Linked DNA regions of Mus musculus: regions 1, 2, 3 and 5 are each linked to region 4. A link is a contact called in public Micro-C and promoter capture Hi-C data. All regions are on one chromosome and are shown on one strand. Each heading gives the region's core, a stretch centred on a gene start, on an enhancer-like site or on the middle of the called end of the contact. The rest is flanking DNA. Distances are from core to core; before and after follow the strand shown. Region 1 overlaps Gm39265 (a long non-coding RNA gene). Region 2 overlaps Gm27021 (predicted gene, 27021). Region 3 holds the start of Zc3h18 (zinc finger CCCH-type containing 18). Region 4 holds the start of Map1lc3b (microtubule-associated protein 1 light chain 3 beta). Region 5 has its middle 10 kb from the start of Gm39266.

Evidence for each region. Promoter capture Hi-C pulls out the DNA fragments that hold promoters and counts their contacts. A called contact is a pair of places that touch in the nucleus more often than the background predicts.
Region 1: a promoter capture Hi-C map of pre-B cells shows a contact between it and region 4, with 2.3 times the contacts expected there. The contact joins the enhancer-like site here to the promoter of Map1lc3b in region 4. A contact is called at or near these places in 6 of 39 promoter capture datasets (the C10 cell line, cranial neural crest, embryonic stem cells and 3 more), 1 of 15 datasets of contacts at CTCF or cohesin (large pre-B cells) and 10 of 115 datasets of contacts at active chromatin or transcription factors (acute myeloid leukemia, astrocytes, bone marrow-derived dendritic cells and 7 more).
Region 2: a contact with region 4 is called in a promoter capture Hi-C map of liver, with 2.9 times the contacts expected there. The contact joins the enhancer-like site here to the promoter of Map1lc3b in region 4. A contact is called at or near these places in 2 of 39 promoter capture datasets (hippocampal neurons and liver) and 3 of 115 datasets of contacts at active chromatin or transcription factors (bone marrow-derived macrophages, embryonic limb bud and extraembryonic endoderm stem cells).
Region 3: a Micro-C map of embryonic stem cells shows a contact between it and region 4, with 6 times the contacts expected there. The contact joins the promoter of Zc3h18 here to the promoter of Map1lc3b in region 4. A contact is called at or near these places in 2 of 39 promoter capture datasets (cranial neural crest and erythroid cells), 2 of 484 Hi-C or Micro-C datasets (CD4 T cells and embryonic stem cells) and 2 of 115 datasets of contacts at active chromatin or transcription factors (astrocytes and extraembryonic endoderm stem cells).
Region 5: a promoter capture Hi-C map of pre-B cells shows a contact between it and region 4, with 2.1 times the contacts expected there. The contact joins the enhancer-like site here to the promoter of Map1lc3b in region 4. A contact is called at or near these places in 5 of 39 promoter capture datasets (the C10 cell line, liver and pre-B cells) and 5 of 115 datasets of contacts at active chromatin or transcription factors (bone marrow-derived macrophages, embryonic forebrain, embryonic limb bud and 2 more).

The regions. Positions count from the first base shown.
Region 1 is chr8:120,695,534-120,698,284 of GRCm38.p6, forward strand. The region is part of intron 1 of Gm39265 (a long non-coding RNA gene); the gene reads right to left. Among named protein-coding and RNA genes, the nearest start is that of Gm39265, 4.0 kb to the right of the region's middle. Within about 2 kb of position 1,373, at least 63 of the 459 cell types and tissues checked have an H3K27ac peak or open chromatin away from gene starts, as enhancers often do. A contact at or near this core is called in acute myeloid leukemia, bone marrow-derived macrophages, memory CD8 T cells and 2 more, where this site is marked.
Region 2 is chr8:120,618,592-120,621,338 of GRCm38.p6, forward strand. The region is part of intron 2 of Gm27021 (predicted gene, 27021); the gene reads right to left. The region is part of intron 2 of 1190005I06Rik (RIKEN cDNA 1190005I06 gene); the gene reads right to left. Among named protein-coding and RNA genes, the nearest start is that of Gm33075, 8.7 kb to the right of the region's middle. Within about 2 kb of position 1,385, at least 107 of the 459 cell types and tissues checked have an H3K27ac peak or open chromatin away from gene starts, as enhancers often do. A contact at or near this core is called in bone marrow-derived macrophages and liver, where this site is marked.
Region 3 is chr8:122,375,366-122,378,065 of GRCm38.p6, forward strand. Zc3h18 (zinc finger CCCH-type containing 18) reads left to right here and starts at 1,251. Exons shown (of 18, transcript NM_001029994.1): 1 at 1,251-1,435. Gm39270 (adenomatous polyposis coli protein 2-like) reads right to left here and starts at 1,719. Exons shown (of 2, transcript XM_030243895.1): 1 at 996-1,719. The coding sequence starts at 1,706. The coding sequence ends at 1,068.
Region 4 is chr8:121,589,139-121,591,838 of GRCm38.p6, forward strand. It overlaps Map1lc3b (microtubule-associated protein 1 light chain 3 beta), which reads left to right and starts at 1,300. Exons shown (of 4, transcript NM_026160.5): 1 at 1,300-1,426. The coding sequence starts at 1,387.
Region 5 is chr8:120,758,798-120,761,497 of GRCm38.p6, forward strand. No RefSeq gene overlaps it. Among named protein-coding and RNA genes, the nearest start is that of Gm39266, 10 kb to the right of the region's middle. Within about 2 kb of position 1,259, at least 35 of the 459 cell types and tissues checked have an H3K27ac peak or open chromatin away from gene starts, as enhancers often do. A contact at or near this core is called in bone marrow-derived macrophages, memory CD8 T cells and pre-B cells, where this site is marked.

The DNA.
Region 1 (2,751 bases), core at 123-2,622, 890 kb before region 4:
GTGTATGTCATGTACACATGCTCACACATGTATACTGTTGTTACATGTTCATTATGTGCGCAAACCAGAGTCAACGTCAGATGTCTTTCTCTGTTGTTTTCTACAGTCCTCTCTTAAGACAAGGTTTCTCTCTAAACCTGACGCTCACTGATTGTCTAGACTGGCTGGTGAACTCCATCGGTCTGCTCGTCTCTGCCTCCCCGGCACCAGGATTACAGCCATGTGTTGCCACACCTGGCTTTTTAATGTTTGCTAGGGATCTGCACCCAGGTCCTCATGCTTGCACAGAAAGCACTTTACTAAGCTACCTCTACAGCCCAGGTTGTGTCTGCTTATTACGATGTTAAAAGGTAAACCTGGTGGGCACAAGGTGCGTGCATGCTTGTAGACACAGCCAGACAGAAGGCAGAGGAGAATGCTTGGGGCCTAAAGCTGCAGTCCGGCTTGGATAACAACGGCCTGTTGCCAACCCAACCCAACCCAAACTCAACCTAAGCTACTCGCCACACCCCCATAGTGCCTACCTCATCATCGCTGGTTTAAGACAGGAAAGCCTGTCATCTGGGTGCAGTGAGCATCAACTTGGGAAGCAGAAATTCAGTGGCTGCAAGTCTTCATGTGACTGCAGGCTTGCTCAATTAAACCTCAGTGACGGTGGGCATGCCCCCTACCTCTCAACCCACTTTCCCAAGGAGCATGCAGGTACAAGAGATGAGCCTAAGTGGCTCAGACTCTTCCCTGTCTGCCCCTCCTTCCCCTCAGTGAGGTTTGGGGGAGGATCACACTGAGAAGTGTGGCTTCAGGCTCACTTTATCCCTAACAGCTCTGCTTATTTGAGGTCCTTATGAAGCAGTAAGCTCTCTACTACTCAAAGCGTCCGAGAAGGCTTCCAGGCATCTTTGAGAGAGTGTTTGCTTGTGTAAGGCACAAGACCAGCTCAGCATCTGACAGACAGCCACACATCTGTCACCTGCTCTCAGAATGGAGCACAGCAGGCTCTCCCGTTCACTGACATCCTCCACAGCTGCGTCTGCACTCAGAATCCAGCAGCTGTGACAGAGAGGGGACGGGCTGCAAAGCCTTACTCGCCACGCTCCTGGTCCTTCTAGGGTTAAAGGGTTGGACGGCTGTCCAGATGGATTTCGTCACTTAGATTGGGGTCTGGATGTGGCCAACAACTTCCATCTGCTTCATCTGTGACAATACTACATTAGATCAACAGGAAACATTATTTTCCCAGGAAACAATGTATTACATAGTTACCATGTAAAATAATGTTTTACATAGTTACCATGGAAATAGTGGCAAAGCTTGGTAGGGTGAGGGCCACACCAGTTCCATCATGAAACCCTATGAAGACAGGCTCAGCTCCAATCTCAGTCAGAGCTCCACAGAAAGGAGCCAAGTGCGGTGTCAGCGTGAGAATGCTCCATGCCAGAACTGGTGGAAACAGGATTTTTTTTTTTTTGAGATAGGGTCTCTCTATGCAACTCAGGCTATCCATGTAAACCAGGCTGGCCTTGAACTCACAGAGCTAAAGAGTGCCGGGCACCACACTCCTGCCAAAGCATGAATTTTCAACCCATGAAGTGCAGAGCAGAAGAGAGAAAAACAAAGCGACAGTTAGATGTGTAGAGACGCTCCAGACACCGCAGACCAAAATGCCTGGCAAGCAGCCAGAGGGCGAGCCAGCCGGGGGAGAAGAGCTGTTGCCACAGTGCTGGATGCTGAGGGCCACAGAAGAGCATCGCTAGAGAGACAGAAGAAGGAAAGCGCCATGCTAGACCGGGACCCTACTCAGTTACTGCTCAAGAGGAACAGAGGAAGGGACACAGGCACAGGAGCTGCTCTGCGGAGGACAGCGAGCAAGTGCCACAGAGAGCTGCAAGCAGGGAGGAGGCCTAGTCCTTAAGTTCAAGTCCCATCTTCATCCACCAGATACACTGTCCTGGTGGGACACACCCACTGAACACCCAGACACCCCACAAGAGTTTCTGCAGCGCTGGGAAGCTGGGTTGGTGGTGTCAGGGCTGGGAGATGGTTGGTGGCGTAGGTGTGGAACTCTTACTGAAGCCAGGCTCCTTTATCATCCCAGACTTAGGGAACAAAGCGGGTGGAATCTGCCTGGTTGTTCTCTCACCACTTGACAGGGCAGAGTTTTTTTTTTTTTTTTTTTTTTTTTTTAATAAGAAATAACCTTTTCAGCAAATCCTGCATACTCTTTAACCTCTCGTTCCCCCCGCCCCCCCTCCCCACCCCCCCATAGTTGTGACATGTCTACATGAAATCAGCCACAGGAAGGAAGCCTGCTGGAGAAGCTATTTTCTGAGCATCTCTTTATAGCCCTGATTGCACAACGCTGATACACGGAGGCCGGACTCTCAGCTCAGGCCCTTGGTGGCAGCTATAACTCAAGAATCAAATGTCTCAGAAAGCACAAGAACCATGTGCATGAAGAGAGTCCAAGATAATATTCATACACACACACACACACACACACACACACACACACACACACACACACATGCCTGTACACTGTGTGCATGCAGTACCCATAGAGGCCAGAAGAGGGCACCAGGGGCCCCTGGAACTGGAGTTAAAGATGGTTGTGAGCCTCCATGGAGGATGCTGGGAATTAAACCCAGGTCTTTTGCAAGAGCAGCAAGTGCCCTTAACCACTGAGTCACCTCTCCAGCCTCCCAAACATTTACTTTAAAGAAAGAGACAGAACTGAGAATCTAACTGGGAAGC
Region 2 (2,747 bases), core at 135-2,634, 970 kb before region 4:
AGCAGTAACAAAATCATAGCTATGAAGTAGCAACAAAATGGTTGCCGCTTGGTTTATGGTTGTATGTGTGTGTGTGTGGGGGGGGGGGTGTTCACCACGACATATTAAAAGAGTTGCAGCTTTAGGGAGGTTGGGAAACCACTGGGCTACACTGCCTGTCATTAATTCTATCATCTCAGGTCACTCTGCTGAGTATCTTTTAATGCACCTCCCAGGAATACCAGCTGGCTCAATTTTAGCATTTCCTTAACAATCCAACCAATAAGAGGCACCTGGTATGAAGAGCACCCACGTGCCCGTCAGGGGCTCCACGATCTCTGCATACAGCTGGGGTGGGTGCTAGCTGGCAGGTTAGCTTAGAAGATAGAGCTTGCCCAGCATACACAAAATCTTGGGTTCCATACCCAGCACCACATTAAAAAAAAAAAAAAAAAAAAAAAGCCAGGCGTGGTGGCTCACACCTTTAATCCCAGCACTCAGGAGGCAGAGGCAGGCAGATTTCTGAGTTCGAGGCCAGCCTGGTCTACAAAGTGAGTTCCAGGATAGCCAGGGCTATACAGAGAAACCCTGTCTCGAAAAACCAAAAAAAAAAAAAAAAAAAAAGGGTGTGGTGGTGAACACCTGCACTCAGGGGGGTGGGGGGGGCGGGGCTCAGGCTCAGCATGAGCTACCTTCTCTCTTGTTAGATGGCCCTGGACTTGGGAACGAAGCCCATCTTGGCCAGGGCTGCCTACTTGTTGTATCAGGCTTCTGTGACCCACTTCTGGGTAAAGGAATAAACAACCCCAGCCCTGGCCCTGGAGGAGCTCAGACTCGGACAACAGGCATTCATTGTGCATCCATTGGGTACCAGGCAGTGCACCAGGCGCTGGGCATGGGAAACTGAGATCAAAATGACTCCACAGGTGCTGCTCTGCCTGGTCCCTGTGCCTGCCCTGCCTCCTGCTCCAGGTTCCAGCAACAGAAACAGAGTGAGACATGTTTCTCTATCAGAGGGAGCTAGTCAATATTCCACAAACCTCCCCGACCTCCTGCCTGTTTTTTCCAACCCTGGATGTTCCCCAAGCCCTGTCACATGCTTCCTCTTTGTACCAGTTGGGTAATCATGTCAGGCCCTGCCTGCATCAGAATAAAAGCAGCGAGCTTCTGTCCTGGGCGCGCTCCCTTTACACAAAAGAGAAAAACAAAACAAAATAACAACAACAACAACAACAACTGCCGTCTCTTTAGGGGGCTCTGAGATCACTCTTCCCAGCAAAGGAACCACAAAGATTACAGGGTCTGTGTGGGGACAAGACAGACCCCATTTGAACACTTTGCTAGGAGAGCCACCACACCGAGATACAGTGTGGTCACATGGGTCTGATGTTGGCTCCTGGAGACACAGTCATGAGTCTGGCTTGGTCACAAGAGGAACAAGGGCAAACAACAGACTATGGGTGGCTTGAGGGGGCCAATCAAAGCAGCAGAAGGGACAGAGAAGGGTTCTGGGGCAGCCACTGCCTTAGCAAAGGCCCTGGGGTAGGAACCAGGGGCTGAGCAGACAAAATGCTAAGACTCTCTCAGGACATCTAGCCGCTGTTCATTTTCCTTCACTTTCTGTTTATAACACCAACCGTCGCGAAAGCCTATGTCCCTACAGATGTGGTGATGGCTCTGGCCGTTTTTACCTCTTTATAGTGGCCTGGGCCCAACAGAGATGGTTTAAAATCTCTTTTCAATTAAGGGGAAAGCTCCTGCTTGCGTCAGGGGCCTGCGGCTGGAGCTCGCACTGGGAGGAGCCTGTGAAGAGACTGAGAGAGTTCAGGCTGAGGGCTGACCTCCTGCCTGCACCCCTGTACGTCCAGCAACCAGTTCCTGCCGCCCTGCAGGACTCTCAGGGAAGGCTGCTGGGGTCTCAGCTGTGTGAGAGCGCTCACAGGGTCCAGCCCCGGCTTCATCACTGAGCAGCTCTGATCCTTTCTCCTGGCCTCTCAACCCTAAACTGGACATAGGAGGGTGACCGACCGTAAGAGCTTAGTCACAGGAAACAGGCAAAGCTGGACTCAGGGCTCATGTCTGACATCTCTGAGTCAACAGTGTGCACTCGACGTGAGGCAGGAGGATGGTCCTGTCTCATTTCATTTGTTTATTTCTTGAGATAAGGCTTTGTTTGTTCTACTGTGTGGGCCTTGAACTCTGATCCTCCTGCCTTAGCCTCCTGCCTGCTGACAGTGTGTGCATCACAGCATCCTGTGGGGCTTGTGTTTCTCTGACATCTGGCACTTTCTTATTGTGGGACACATGTATTCACACACACACACACACACACACACACACACACACACACCAACCTCGGTTGAGAATCACAGGTGTAATCTGTACAATTCCAGCATTTGGGAGGTTGAGGTTAGAGGCTGGCTATTGAATTTTAGGCTATCTTAGGCTAATTTAGGCTAGCCTGGACTATACAGTAAATTATGCTTCAAGAAAATTGATCACTGAGCAGTAGTGGCGCATGCCTTTAATCCCAGCACTTGGGAGGCAGAGGCAGGCAGATTTCTGAGTTCAAGGCCAGCCTGGTCTACAGGGTGAGTTCCAGGATAGCTACACAGAGAAACCCTGTCTTGAAAAAAAAAAAAAAGAAAGAAAGAAAGAAAAGAAAAGAAAATTGATTGTGCATGTGTGCATGCGTGTGTACGTATTTGTATGTGTGTGTGTGTGTGTGTGTGTGTGTCGGTGTGTGTCGGTGTGTGCACATTCATATG
Region 3 (2,700 bases), core at 1-2,500, 790 kb after region 4:
CCACCTTTAATCCCAGCACTAGCATGATCTCTCAAATAGCTCTCCTTGGTATCTATTGAAGGACACCAATCTATGAGATCCAGACCCCACCTTTATACCCTCACGGAGAGGCTCTGCTTTGAAATCCATACCAGCTTGGTGCTAGGACTTCACATGTAAGTAACTTGGAGGGTGGGCGGCATAGTTCAGTCGCATTATGGAGTCAAAAGTATTCGACTTGTCATGACTGGCGCCTTCCTAGGCGTCCTCGGTGTTTGTAGCATGTGTCTGAACTTCATCCCTTTCTGTGGCCCAATTAATGCAGGACTGTAAGACCAGAACTCCCCCCCCCCCTTATATCAGTTTATGGGCATCCGGGTGGTTTCACTTTGAGGAAGACAGGCAGCCCCTAACCAGTAAGACCAAGATCAGATTCAAAATTTGCAAGGGGTCAGTACCTAATGATCTCCGTACCTTTTATCAGGTCATGGGGGGGGGGGGGGGTTGGACTTCGGGCTCCAGCAGCTGAGCCCCATCTGGGTAGTAGGAGGGGACTGAAAAATGACCCAATCAGTTTAAGTCCTCCCCAGGGAGGTTACACTGGGTCACGGTAATTTAACGATGCCAGAGATGTTTAGCGTCACAGAAACAGGTAAGAGGATCTAAATCCTTCAACTCCAAAATCTTTTTTTTTTTTTTGAGGGTACCAGGGCCTCGCACATACTTGGCAGGTGCTGTCTCAACCTCAGAGCTACACTCCAGCCCCCAAAACACTTTTGGTCAAGTATTGATTTTTTTTTTTCCGAGACAGGGTTTCTGTGTAGCCCTGGATGTCCTGGAACTCACTCTGTACACCAAGCTGGCCTCGAATTCTGAAATCCGCCTGCCTCAGCCTCCCAAGTGCTGGGATTAAATACAGCCCGGCAAAATATTGATATTTAATAAGGCAGAAAGTTCGTGCCCTGAAGAAACGAATGCTAAGTTTTCAGACCCTGGAAGTGTCCACTCGCACTCACCAAGAGCCTCAAAGGGCTTTCCCTTTCCGGCACGCATCCCGCCTGCTCCTCATCTGATCTCATCCCAAGCAACTACCACGAAGAGCCACCGACTGCGCACGCGCCGCCAGGAGGCCCGCTAGAGGGCGGGGTCGACCTCGGTGAGCCTGCGCAGTAGCAGAGCCTTGGGAGCGCGCGCCGCGGAGGCGAGGCCGGCGGAGGCCGGAAGGAAGTGCGGAAGAGGGCGGGGCTAGCGAGGGAAGCCCGCCGGTTCGCAAGACGGCCGTCGCGGCCTGATGACGTTGCACAATGGCCGGCCCCCGCGGGTAGTGGAGCCCGTTTGTTCCGCCCGCGTCGTGCCCAAAGCCGGAGCCAGTGAGGAGCGAAAAGGCTGAGGAACGTCTCGTCCACGCTGCCCCCACCACAGCGGAGCCGTGGCCGCCTCCCGTCTTCGCGTTGAGGTAAGCTGGGCCGGCGGGCGGCGGGGAGAAGGCCGCCCCAGCGGCGGCGGGAGCGAGGCCCCGGAGCCCGGCGCCGCCTCCCGAGCTCTCGGGCGCGCCCCCGGCTGTGCGCAGCCGCGGGCCGAAGCGCGGGCCGGGACAGCGGGCAGGCGCGAGCCCGCTGCGGCCTGGGACGTCCGGGCGGGTGCCGTGGCGCGCCGCGGTCTGCCGTGGTGAAGTTGCTTTTCCTGAAGCTGTCATTTTCCCTTCCGGGCCACTCGGCGTGGCACATGTTCGCCGCCCACAAAGGGGAGCGGATCGCGCAGGTTGGCTCGGGAGGAGGCCCGCTTGGACTCTCGACGGGCTCTGCAGGGAACTTTGAACTCTCTGGAGCCTCCTGCAACTTGCTCTCGCAACTTCAAGCGAGCACAGGTTGGACGGACCCACTGTGCTCCAAGAGTCCCGGGTCGCTTAGGAAGTGTGACCTCCTCGCCTCTTGGACTGTGAGCTTAGAGATGCCATTTCTTTAGTGTAAAGTAGCCAGGCGATTGTAGTGCTAGAAGGAAATTAAACTAAGACCTATAGTCTCGCCCCTACTAGATACTTAGTTTCCCGTATACTTTTGACAGCTGAGTTTACCGGGCACAATAGCTGTTTCAAATGAGCTTTTTCTTGGCACTTATTAACAAGAGTAATCTTCAGACCCATTTGAGGGTAGTAGAAGAAGGCATTTGTTTCTTCTTCATCACATTACCTATCCCAAGGCAGAGGTTGAGATTCTCTGTCCCTAGGCTAGTTCCCATTTCCCAGCCCCCTGAGAGGAGAATGCGAATGATCTGAACACGTTTGAAGCCAGCCAGTTCTGGAACCAATCAATATGTCCCCAAAGCTGAAACTCCTCTCTAGTCGTAGATGGGGAATGCTCAAACATTTTAAGAGCACTTCGGATTTACTTCCTGAACACTCAGCAGGTAAGTTTGCTTTGCTCATCTCCAAAGAGATAGCTTGTCATCTGCAGACCATCCCAAGGAGACCATCTCCTTACCGAAGAGTTTTTGCAGAGCTTAAGTCACTTTGCGGGTGGTGTTTTCAACATCCTGACATTCTTGCTCTATACATGGATGGAGCTATGAATAAGTTTTTTTAACCAGGCATAACAGAACTTAGACATCAACATAGGCTCTGCTCTGCTAAACTTCATCTCCCACAGCTGAGTATGGTGGCCCACACCTTAATCCCAGAACTTGGGGGGAAGCAGAAGCGAGGGGGTCTCTTAGTTCCAGCTA
Region 4 (2,700 bases), core at 50-2,549:
CAGCCCTCAGGATTTCACTCCATAATGTGTTTTCAGCTTTTCCCGGTCACAGAGATGTAGAAGATCCCTTGGACAAACAGCACTTGAAGAAGGTTATTTCCATTTAAAGGAGGAAGTCTGGGCTGTAGGGATAGTACAGTGTCAGGTGGTAGGTCTGCAGGGTCACAAGGCTGGCTCAGATGTGGCATCACTGGGGGTGGGATGGGGGTGAGGTGGCTGCTCCACACTCTAGACCTGTCTGTCACCTGCTCCTACAAACTGAAGATAGGAAGTAGCTTGAGGCCCAGAGAAAGTGCTAAACCGTGGCTGACTGACCATTGGCCTGGCCTGAGGAGACTGAAACCTGTCCTAGCCTGTAATCAGGCCCAGGCTCAGCAGGAGTCAAAGTGAGGACATGCCTGTGATAAAGCCACCCTGGGGTCACCTGAGGTAGAAGGATCTGTCTGAGAAGGGACAGCTGAGATAAAGCTCTTGGGACAGAACTGTGCTCTGTGGCTTTCCAAGGTGGATCCTGTCGGGATCAGGCCTCTGCTGCAGTTCCTGGACACAGTCTGATTGCTCACCAACCAAAAAAATCTAAAAAAACAAAAAACGTGATAGGTGGTAGTAAGGAAATGAGGGCACACATGGGCTAGCACCCTGGAAAGATAGGTGAGCCATGCCCCTCAAATTCCATGCTCAGCAAGCTCAGACACATAAAAGGGCTTTTATGGGAAGAGAGAGTGGACAGGTTGCACAGCAGGTGTTGTCATCGTCTTTCTTTTTGCTGGAACAAGTCATTGATCTTGCCCTCCAGTGACAAGTCTGTAGTCCCTAAGACCTTGCTTCTCTGCGACTTCGACTTAGGAGTAAATACTTGTGTTTATGGCAGCACAAGACTCGCAGGGGAAGAGCCACAAGATCAGATCCAACCATAAGTCTCCAGACGTCTCCATAATCGTAAAGATTTAGCAGGCAAGACCACAAGTCAGTTTTTTGTTATTTGGGTTGGGGGTGGGTAGAATTTAGGAATATCAAATACAGCGGCAAGGGAGCGGACATTGGACCACCAGCTGGATCATGCAAGGACTGAAGGGGAATGAAGTCTGCAGGACTCCATCGCACCAGCGCCCGACCCACGCAGACAGTTAACAGATGCTCGCCCAGCGTGTGCCCAGCGAGCGCCCAGCGTAGCTGGCGTAGGCGCAGGCGCATGGCTTGGGCGCGTGCACGCTTGCGCGCCGCCGAGCTTCCGCCACGCCTGTCATGGCCGCTCTCGGGGGCCGCCCTCGGCCCCACCCTCGGTGACGCGCCGCGAGTCACCTGACTCGGCTGCGGACTGAGACACACACAAGGGAAGTGATCGTCGCCGGAGTCAGATCGTCTGGCTCGGGACCCCCGCGCGCCATGCCGTCCGAGAAGACCTTCAAGCAGCGCCGGAGCTTTGGTGAGCCCCGCGGGCCCGGGGATGGGAGATCCGGGTGCCGGGAGCGCTGAATGCCCGGACGCCGGTGGTGTCTTGCGGGGCCGAGACCCGGCGGGGCCCGGAGCGACGCAGCCAGTGGGATATTGGTCTCGGGGGGGTTCGGTCTCCGGGGTAGCTCGGGTGCTCAGCGTCGCCTTGGCCGTCGGTCGCCGATGGGCTCGGCGTCCCCTGCGGGACTGGAGGCCCGACCCCGGTGGCGTAGGGTACCGCAGGCTCTGCGCGCTTGGCTGTGTCCTTCGTGGGCCCCAGGTCCGGGCGCCCCGCAAGCCTCGGAGCAGCACCCAGCCGCCTTTGCACCCGAAGTCGTCTTGGGCATATGTGTGTGTGTGGAGGGGGGGGTGGCCTTTGTCTCATAACGGAAACTTAACAGCTGTTTTGTTTTGTTTGCTTGTACTGATCTTAAGTTATTCTGGAACAGCCCTCAAGAAAGGAGTGTGGGTTGGGGAAAATGAGCCGTGCACAAACATTAGCTCTGACGCGGGTCCCCAGAGTGGCCGGGGGTAATCTCTCCGAAGCTCCATCTGGCTTGCGATTGTTTTTCTCTAGATTGCCTTCCCTCTCTCCCTAACCCAGCTATTCTGAAGAAAGCGCGGGCATCCGATTGCTGCGGCTTTCCTTTGCTTTTTGACTTTATTGGACCTAAACTGGTGGGCACTGACAGTTGAGAGGTTCCCCACACAGATGTTCAAAGCGGCCCCTTTGAGGAGGCCAGGACCGGTCTTGCTCCTTTCCAGTGAGTTTGGAGGGATTTAGGTTGGAGCTCTAGAGTTTCCACTATCCAGACTGCGGGAATGTTTACAAGGTGGATGGATTTAGGTAGGGCTCACCCCAAACCGACCCTTTGTAGCTGAAGCACCTGGGTGGGGCTTAGGGCGGTGAAGCTCAGGGTCCGCCTAGTGGCAGAGTCCCATTAGCTTTCTGTTATAAATTCTTACACTTCCAGTAAGCAGCGATCATCCCCAGTGCTGTAAGGAAGGAGACTGGCAGCCAGGAGGCCCGTGTAGGCTTGCAGATTCTTAGAAGGACGCGCCCAATTTCCCAAGTTTAGAACTGATCACGTGATTTCAGGCTTCTCAAGTGGTTCCACTGAGTTTTTCTGGGGTGATCCAGTGTTTGCTTCCCCACCCCCAAAACGGTCCTAAACTCCAGGTTACTGGGTGTGTATCCGCAGGAAAGCTTGTTTGCTCAGCCTAAATAAATAGCCCCGGGGAGAATTCCCATCCCTGTGAAGGCAT
Region 5 (2,700 bases), core at 9-2,508, 830 kb before region 4:
AGAGTTATATGTTTTCCCTTTATTTATGGACACCGATTTAATTGAATATGATATTAATGTGGTCATTTCTGAGCCTTCCATTGTAAACAGTAATGAATTTATTAAACTTCTCTCATTAGGTTCCTTACACAGAGTCTGTGCTAGCCTAGTGGAAGGGCTGCCTTGCTGACTCCCCGATCCTGGCTTCCCTTCCGGACCAGAGCCTGGAGTTCTGTAGCTTTCTCTTTTACTATTATTATTTTGTTTGTTTGTTTCTGAGAAAGAATCTTAATCTATATTCCAGGCTGACCTCAAACTTGGTTTTGATGCTCACGGCAGGTGGTGGGACAGGCCAGTGAGGCGTTGCCTGTGATCCACCCACCGGGAGCCCTGTGATGGGAAGAAGGGATCAGTGGTTGGCTCAGGGCTTCGGAGAGACTTGAGATCCCCTCATGAAGGTGATCCCATGTTGCTTTAGGCAGTCCTACGGACTCGCACATCCTGCAGGAGGAGTCGCTGTGAGCATCCCTTAGAGGACATCAAAATAGTGTGCTTTTGGTTTAGCCTTTCCTATGCGGTGGGAGGGGAAGGGGCGGGAGAGGGAAGGAAGGGCAGAATCTGGGCTCTAGGATCCCTTGTGGTGAGGTTTGGGGAAGGGAATAGGCTTTCGTGGATGCTGCCCGGTGAGCAGGGTCCTCCTGTCCTGCCCCCCCATCCCGTTAGCATGTGCAAGTGGAGGACTGAGCTCTGAGTGACCCTGGCTTGGAGCTGTGTTGCAGATTGGGACTGAACTCAATATATGTTGGCATTATGGGTCATACCTTTGTGCTGAGGGCTATCCCTACTATCCCCTACTTTGTGCTGAGGGCTATCCCTACTATCCCCTACTTTGCTTTTGTCTGAAGTATATAGAAAAAAAACTTAAAAAATTGCCCAAACCCCAAAAGGGACATGGGAGGTATCCCCTTAGCAGGTCCTTAGCCAGCTTTGGGGGAGAAAAACCAGTGTCTCAGCCACCCTGGATCCCCTTTTCCTTCCTGTCCGTGGCTTCTGCAAGGGTCTCTCAGCCTCTAGTGCCATGAGCGGGGCATTGGTCAATGCAGGGTAGAGATCCCGAGGCCAGAATAAAGTGACTCTTGCCAAGGCCTCTGAGAACAAGTCAAACATCTGATGATGGGAGAGTCTTCTTGATTATCCATGCAAGCCAGTGTCACAGGGTTGAGTCAGAACTATGAAGAAGGGACACGTGGGTCAGAGCCAGAGAAGACACGTGACACGGCAGGACAGGATTTAGTTGGGCTGAGATGACTCTTGAAGCTGAGGACTGGCAGGGAAACACAGGAGGTTCTAGAAGGAACCACCACCCCAATCTGTAGTCCTGACCTTGGGGACTGTCAGGGAACGGGTGTGTGCTGTTTTTAAGTCACTGCTACAGCACTGTCCACAGCCATAGGACAGTGACACAGAATGTTGACCTTCAGAGGAGAAACCCAGGACTCCCGGGATGGGAGTTAGGGATCCTGGGTTGGATGGCGGGTCACATCATCCCCTTTTCTCCGGACTCAACTTCCTCCCAGCTGTCTCTCTTTCATCAGCATCCTGTCCTTCTCACATGGGAGCCACACTGCCCCCCAGTACTTGGGGACACTGGGGTGGAAACCCCAAGGTTGAAAATAGCCCTGTATTATTCTTGGTTAAGTTTCTGCTCTTTCCCCGAGGCAGCCGGCTGAGAAAGCCACTTCCTTCTGCCAGCCTGCCGTCCATACTGGCATCTGTCTTCTGTCCTGCTGGGCTTTCAGCCACCTGGGGCTGGCCCAGAGGTGGGCTTCTGTGGAAAGATTTTCCCTGTGTTCCTGCCCTGACTGTGGCAGAAGTTTTGGAGCAGAGCGGAGCGGAGAGGGAGGGGGCTGCTGCCTGCTTTGGTCTTCTTGTTCTAGGGTCTTTCTTATTGTCAAGTTTGAGGCCATGTTTCCTTTCTCAGGGTGTGAGCTCCGACCACGATGGTGTCACAGCCAAGAACTTGTTTCCACTCAAAACCACGGGCCGGGCCGGCAAAGACCTTTTTAAAGAAAATTCTTACCCCCCCCCCCCCCCCCCGTTTCTCAAGCTTGACCTTAAAGGACCGGTTGCCACTGAGAGATGTAAATGACGCCATAGGACACAGATCGCCTTAGGTGTGGGAGGAGAATGACACTTTTAAAGAGGGGCTTCCCGAAGGCAAAGCTTCAGATGATGGCTTGTCTCGCTCACCACAGAGCAGGCCAGAGATGTTTGTCCAGTGAAATGGATGTGGATGTGTAAGCGAGGAGCCGCTGGGTCTGATGGGACTTGAAGGTTCTAGAACATATGGTCACCCTCTCTGCTAAGTGTGACCCATGTGCTGATCCCTTGAAATCATTCTCCAGGTGGATTACAGTGCCTCGAGTGTCTTCTGGACTAGAAGACAACCCGGTGGGGACAGCGATCCATTCCAGCATGCTGGATTCTACCCACGATCCTGAGTGGCCCCAGTGATATCCAGGGCAGGTCCCCTCACCCATGAGTTGCATGCCTCAGCCACGTCCAGGGGCAGGTCACCTCAGTCATGATCAGGAAGACTCTGTGACAGGTGGTGGAACCCCCATCCCATCTCCCTCCACTTCAAGAACATCACTCTCACTATTCAGATAGAGAAATTAAGACCCAGAGGTGAGCTATAAATGGCAGAGCCGCTTGTAGTGG